2 separate regions of the Pan troglodytes genome follow, and region 1 is linked to region 2. Evidence: chromatin contacts called from public Hi-C data. All regions are on one chromosome and are shown on one strand. Each heading gives the region's core, a stretch centred on a gene start, on an enhancer-like site or on the middle of the called end of the contact. The rest is flanking DNA. Distances are from core to core; before and after follow the strand shown.

Region 1 (3,135 bases), core at 237-2,736, 250 kb after region 2:
CTTGCACCCTGGGGATCCAGAGAAGCTGGGGGGAGATGGGAAGGTCTAGTCCGGACGCTTATCGAGTTGAGGGGAGTGTTCCTGGGACCCACATTGGTCACTTTTCTGTCTAGAGCTACCTGTCCTAAGAGTGCCGGTGGCCTGGGGGGCACAGCACTGACCCTTGGTGATGGTCCCTCAGCTGCTCACTCCCTGCCTGTCCAGCCATTCCTCCTCTCTGGGCAGCCTCCCAGGCAGGGCCTGTCTCTGGCTGCTTGTTTTTACTTCTCCCTGCACCTTAATTAGGGGTTTCCAAGCAGGGAGGGCCTCTGGGGGAGCCCGAGGCCACAGAGCTGACTTAAAGGGCCAGCTGTGCTCACAGCACCACCGCAGAGAGAGGAGGAGGATGCCAGGGGGCTGGGTAGACCGTCAGCCCTGGAAGACCATTGTTCCCCGGGACAGACTGCTGAGGGCCAGTCCTGCAGGTACTTTGCTCTTCCAAAGGTCAAAGCCATCTCACTGGCTGTCTTCTCTTTGGGGTCTCTGGGGCTCTGGCCAGTGATCAGGAGAAAGACCAGCCCTGAGGGGCAGGGCAAAGGTTGGCCAGGGTCCAGAAGGGTTAGACATCACAGTCCTCCACTGCCCACCTTCCCAGGAAAGTACCCTCAGGCTGTGGGCCTTCCCCAGAGGGGCAGTTTCTACAGGGTCTACGCAGTGGATTCTAAAGGTGATAAAGGCTGGGTGCAGTGGCTCGCGCCTGTAATCCCAGCACTTTGGGAGGCCAAAGTGGGAGGATTGCTTGAGTCCAGAGGTTCAAGACCAGCTTGAGCAAAATAGTGAAACCTTATCTCTACTAAAAAAAAAATTAGCTGAATGTACGCCTGTGGTCCCGGGTACTCAGGGGGCTGAGGCAGGAAGATGACTTGAGCCCAGAAGGTTGAGACTGCTGTGAACCATGATCGCACCACTGCACTCCAGCCTGGGCGACAGACCAAGACCCTGTCTCAAAAAAAATAATTTAAAAAGCTGATAAGGGCGATCCAGAAACCTGCACCAAGACTCTCAACTTGGAGCTGGGCTGGTGGTCCCTGAGTTCTGTCCTGCCGGACAGTGGAGTCCCCCTAGTAGGGAACGTGGCCCCACACGGCGGCCGGGTGACCGACCACTGCTTACCAGGAGGGGAGACTGGCAGGGGGGGCTCAAGGAACATCTGGTGGGTGTCCCCTTCACAAGACTCGGCCTGCAGAGTTCGTGCAGGGAGTTCGCACATAGGAGAGCACCGGTCCGGGAGCGCCAGGATCGTGCCCGGCCGGGGAGAGGAGCGGGAGACTAAGTCGCAGGGCAAGGGCAACTGCCATAGTCGGGGACCTCTAGGGAATCCTGAGTCCCGGCATTCTGGGCTGGGGTGGAGCCCACTACAGCCCCGCCCCTATCTCCTCCTTTATGGCCCCGCCCAGCGGGTATCCCCCGCCCCCGCTGACCGATCGGCGATCGATCGCAATGTCTGCGCTCTCCGCGTTCTTCCAGCGCTGTCTTTTTAGTACCACATGCGCAGGCAGGTGATGGCGGCGCTGGTTGTATCCGGGGCAGCGGAGCAGGGCGGCCGAAACGGCCCTGGCAGAGGTGGGTGCTGGAACGCTGCGCCCTCCAGACCTCGCATCTCGGGGCGGGGCCCCCAAGTTAGGGACAGGACCAACCCCCTTTAACGGCGGCGGCGCCTTTCTCCGCTAGATCCCGCTGTTAGTCGCCTTGGGCCGCCCTCACCAGCTCGGGGTCGCTGTCAGCCGGAGCCCAGGGGTACCAGTCTTTTGCAGCTTTAGGGCACGACCGAGAGCAGCCCTTAATCCTCCAATCGGAAACTACAGCCTTGTCTTGGCGGGCAGACGGATAAAATGGACTCGACGGGGAGGGAAAGGGCCAGGCCAGATGCAGCGGGCATTTTACGAGTGCGCCCTCAGGGAATGCTTTCAGGAAAGAGGCAAAAGGTTTCATTCGCCAGGCATTAACTGAGCGCCCACCGAATGCCAGGCCTGCGCTGGGTGCAGGTACTAGAATCAGAGATCTCAGTCTACTGGGGGAATGTTAATGTAAACATATCATAGCCACGTGATAAAGGAGGAGGTGCCTACTGGTCCCTGGGACACATTGAAGGGCTAACGTTAGCAGTTCCTTACACCCCAGCGACCACTAGGGACCTGTCAGAGGAGGATCTGTAATGGGCCTAGGAAGCCTAGGCTGATTGTCCAAGGCTTTTGAAACAACTGCCCAAAAACCATAGCAGTGGTAACGTTCAAATCTGATCTCAGGGCCCCAGCCTCCGCTGGACCATCCCCACCGCCGCCCACACAGTGGGTGAAGCCTCATGTCTGGGCGGGTCCCTCCTATCATAGTGTGGGGCCCTAGCAGAAGTTGTGGCACATAGCACAGTCTCAATACATACTCGTTGAATAAGTTAATTTCTTGCCTTTTCATATCCTCAGACTCTGTGGCTCCTGAAGAGATAACGGGGTTGAACTAAGCTTAATTGTCGGGGCAGGGCATAGTGGCTTACACCTTTAGTCTGAGCACTTTGGGAGGCTAAGGAGGATTGTGTGAGCCCAGGAATTCCACACCAGTCTGGGCAACATAGGGGGACCCTGTATGCACAAAAAAATAAAAAATAGCCGTGCGTGGCCGGGCACGGTGGCTTACACCTGTAATCCCAGCACTCTGGGAGGCTGAGGCGGGCGGATTACCTGAGGTTAGGAGTTTGAGACCAGCCTGGCCAACATGGTGAAACCCTGTCTCTACTAAAAATACAAAAATTAGCCGAGTGTGGTAGCACACGCCTGTAATCCCAGCTACTCGGGAGGCTGAGGCAGGAGAATTGCTTGAGTCCGAGAGGCTGAGGTTGCAGTGAGCCGAGATTGCACCACTGCACTCCAGCCTGGCCAACAGACAGAGTGAGACTCTGTCTCAAAAAAAAAAAAAAAAAAAAAAAAATTAGCCCTGCGTCTTGGCACATGCCTGTGGTCCTAGCTACTGGGGAGGCTGAGGTGGGAGGATTATCGTTTGAGCCCAGGAGGTCGAGGCCGCAGTGGACCATGATTGCGCCCCTGCACTCCAGCCTGGGTGATGGAGTGAGACCCTGCCTTAAAAAATAATAAGATGAATTGT
Region 2 (3,250 bases), core at 644-3,143:
CCCCGGAGGATGCTTAGCAGCACCTCTGGCCTCTTTCGAATAGATGCCAGCAGCACCCCCCTTCCAAGTCATGACAATCCAAAATGTCTCCAGAGATCGCTTGAGCCCAGGAGTTGCAGGAAGCAGTGAGCTGTGACCGAGCCACTGTACTCCAGCCTGGGCAAGACAGCAAGAACCCTTCTCAAAAAAAAAAAAAAAAAAAAGTCTCCAGGCAGTGCCACATGTTGTCTGGGGGTAAAATCAGCCCTGGTTCAAGCAAATGCTTTAAAAGGAAGAGGATGCAGAGTAGGGAGAAGGCAGAGAGCCTGAAGCTGAGAGTGCTGGGAATGAGACAGCCAAAGGGGCTGTGACGAACCAGAGAACAACCAGAAGGAGCGCTATACTGGAGGGTGGGTGGGGCTGCCTGGCCAAGTTCTCTCTGGGAAACTCACTTGAGATCTAAAAGCTTTCCCCGTATCTCCCAGGAGGAAATTCTTTTTTTTTTTTTGAGATGGAGTCTCGCTCTGTCACCCAGGCTACAGTGCAGTGGCGCGATCTTGGCTCACTGCAAGCTCCGCCTCCCAGGAGGAAATTCTAAAGCATTATGTTTGTTAGCAAAACAGAAGACAAAGATCTCTCCTAAAGAGGAAATAAAGAAGTTTCAACATGCTTTTAAAAACACCATAGAAAAAAAGTAATACCCAGAAGAGCCTAGGAAAGGAACAGTGTGTGCTCTGTGAAGTGGGAAAGGGACTCACCCGTTGAAAAAGATCTGGGCCAATTTGAAGAGCTCATGGCCCATTTCAACACTGGACGGCCCGTGGCGAACCTCCACCACGCAGAGACTCCTCTGTAGATGGGTGGCTGACTTTTGCCAGTCTCCTGTGAGAAGAGAAAAATCTTGTTCCAGAAAAGAACCACTGTCAACTGTGGATGCATATTTTCAGGGGGAGGAAATGGAATGAGAGGGGGAGCAGCCTCAGTTTACAGAGCGGGGGGTAACCAGGCAGACAAGGCCGGGGCCACAGCGAAGCGCCCACAGCAGACTGTTCCCGACGCAGAACGTGAAGGCTCATGCTGTACCTAAGGCAGCAAAGGCCCGGGCCAGGCCATCTGCGATCTCTCCCACCACGGCGTGCTCTGCCCACAGGAAGCTCTCGGCGTCACGCTGGCACCCCGACAGCCGCTGAACGGCTCGCTCTGTCAATGCAGAGGAAAGACGTCTCACTATAGACAGAAGCCCAGTCCTAGGAATGAGAATCCAGGTCTCAAATCCTCTGAATCAGCTGGGCTGAATGTGGAAATTCCCCCTGGCCTCCCTGGGTTGTCACCAACGCACAATGTCTGTTCCAATAAAGCTGCTGTTTTCTTCTGTTTTCTCTGTCAGTGGAGAAAGGCGCTAGGGGAGGCCTCCCCACATTTACCCTGTATTTTCAACATTAACTTCCCAACTCCACCAACTCTACCTTCCACGTACGGCCATGATTTCTCTTGACCCTGAAATCTAAGCTAAAGGTCAACTTTCATAAAGCAGGGTAAATAAAAATCCCATGACGTCAAGCTCTAAGGCACGGTTTTCAAGGGCAATGGGGAGCTCCGCAAGTCTCTGACAAAAGCAAGACACTCCTATCAGCTGGGCTCACGCCCCACTGCTCTCTAGCAGAGACTAGCTCTGAGGAGGGAAAAACCGCCCTTCTAGGAAGTTACATCACTAGGCCCTGGAATTAAAATAAATGACACTCAACTTCTGGAACTGCGCACAGCTCACAGATGTCAGCGATGACCCATTAGTTGGCAGGGGTACTTCAACTTAGCAATCAGATGCAGAAGAAAACAACAGCTGAAATCACCTGGCCCCTTTTCAAGGGCCCCACAGCAACAAAGCTGGTCAGGGTTTGGACTCACTGGCCTATATAGCCATCTTGTGGCTGGCATGGGGATAATTACATCCAATTCTCCCATCAGTACTGAGTATCCCTGAGTCCAAAACGGTATCAGAACAAATAAAAGGGAAGGGGCTGGAGGACCAAAGCAGGGAGCCAGTCTCACCTAGTTCACCATCTCTGAGAAGCTTCTGGGCCACTCTGACCTGCTGCTGAAGGTCCTGTAACCGAGAGACCAGGTGGTCCCTGCTGACGGCGGATTCTGCACAAGATCTGCTGCCACAGCGCAGCACATCATCTCCCTGTGGAAGTCAGTTTTCTCTTTATTCCAATGCCAGGGTCGGTTATCAACACCGCCTGTGCTTACATTACAGGACTGCTCCATAGTTTCTTACCTCATGGGGGAAAGAGACTCCTGTAACAATACATCGTGACGAAAGTCTGAGTGAATTTGGTTTGATGGTGGCAATGGCGGCAATTCTAATGAAGTGTATCAGCAGTAGCTGATCCCACCTGAGATTTCATTTTTGGAACAGAACTGGTACAGTGCACAATGTCTTTCCACTCCTATAGCCCCTCTCGTCGCTTTTTGGGGCTAGGACTTTAGATGACAAACATTGCTTTTTTTTGAGTCTTGCTCTGTCGCCCAGGCTGGGGTGCAGTGGTGCGATCTCGGCTCACTCCAAGCTCCGCCTCCCGGGTTCACACCATTCTCCTGCCTCAGTCTCCTGAGTAGCTGGGACTACAGGTGCCCACCACCATGCCCGGCTAAATTTTTGTGTGTGGTTTTTTTTTTTTAGTAGAGACAGGGTTTCACCGTGTAAGCCAGGATGGTCTCGATCTCCTGACCTCATGATCCGCCCGCCTCAGCCTCCCAAAGTGCTGAGATTACAGGCGTGAGCCACCGTGCCCGGCCTTGATGACAAACATTTCTAGTAGTTATGAAAAACTCCTCAGAAAACCAATACAAGGCCAGGTGCGGTGGCTCACGCCTGTAATCCCAGCACTTTGGGAGGGCGAGGCGGGTGGATCGTGAGGTCAGGAGATCGAGACCATCCTGGCTAACACGGTGAGACCCTGTCTCTACTAAAAATACAAAAAATTAGCCGGGCATGGTGGTGGCGGGCGCCTGTAGTCCCACCTACTCGGGAGGCTGAGGCAGGAGAATGGCGTGAACCCGGGAGGTGGAGCTTGCAGTGAGCCGAGATTGCACCACTGCACTCCAGCCTGGGTGACATGAGAGAGACTCCGTCTCACAAAAAAAAAGAAAACCAGTAGAAAGGCTGGGCGTGGTGGCTCACGCCTGTAATCCCAGCGCTTTGGGTGGTCGAGGCAGGTAGGTCGCTTGAGGCCAGGAGATCGAGACCAGCCTGGCCAACATGGAGAAC

The links. A called contact is a pair of places that touch in the nucleus more often than the background predicts.
Region 1: a Hi-C map of stem cell-derived neural progenitor cells shows a contact between it and region 2, with 2.3 times the contacts expected there. The contact joins the promoter of DPH1 here to the enhancer-like site in region 2. A contact is called at or near these places in 1 of 7 Hi-C or Micro-C datasets (stem cell-derived neural progenitor cells) and 1 of 1 datasets of contacts at active chromatin or transcription factors (stem cell-derived excitatory neurons).

The regions. Positions count from the first base shown.
Region 1 is chr19:12,519,665-12,522,799 of NHGRI_mPanTro3-v2.0_pri, forward strand. It overlaps DPH1 (diphthamide biosynthesis 1), which reads left to right and starts at 1,487. Exons shown (of 13, transcript XM_063798174.1): 1 at 1,487-1,602. The coding sequence starts at 1,527.
Region 2 is chr19:12,267,013-12,270,262 of NHGRI_mPanTro3-v2.0_pri, forward strand. SMYD4 (SET and MYND domain containing 4) reads right to left here. Exons shown (of 11, transcript XM_009431555.5): 8 at 2,029-2,164; 9 at 1,063-1,179; 10 at 738-861. Among named protein-coding and RNA genes, the nearest start is that of SERPINF1, 22 kb to the left of the region's middle. Within about 2 kb of position 1,894, at least 14 of the 24 cell types and tissues checked have an H3K27ac peak or open chromatin away from gene starts, as enhancers often do. A contact at or near this core is called in stem cell-derived neural progenitor cells, where this site is marked.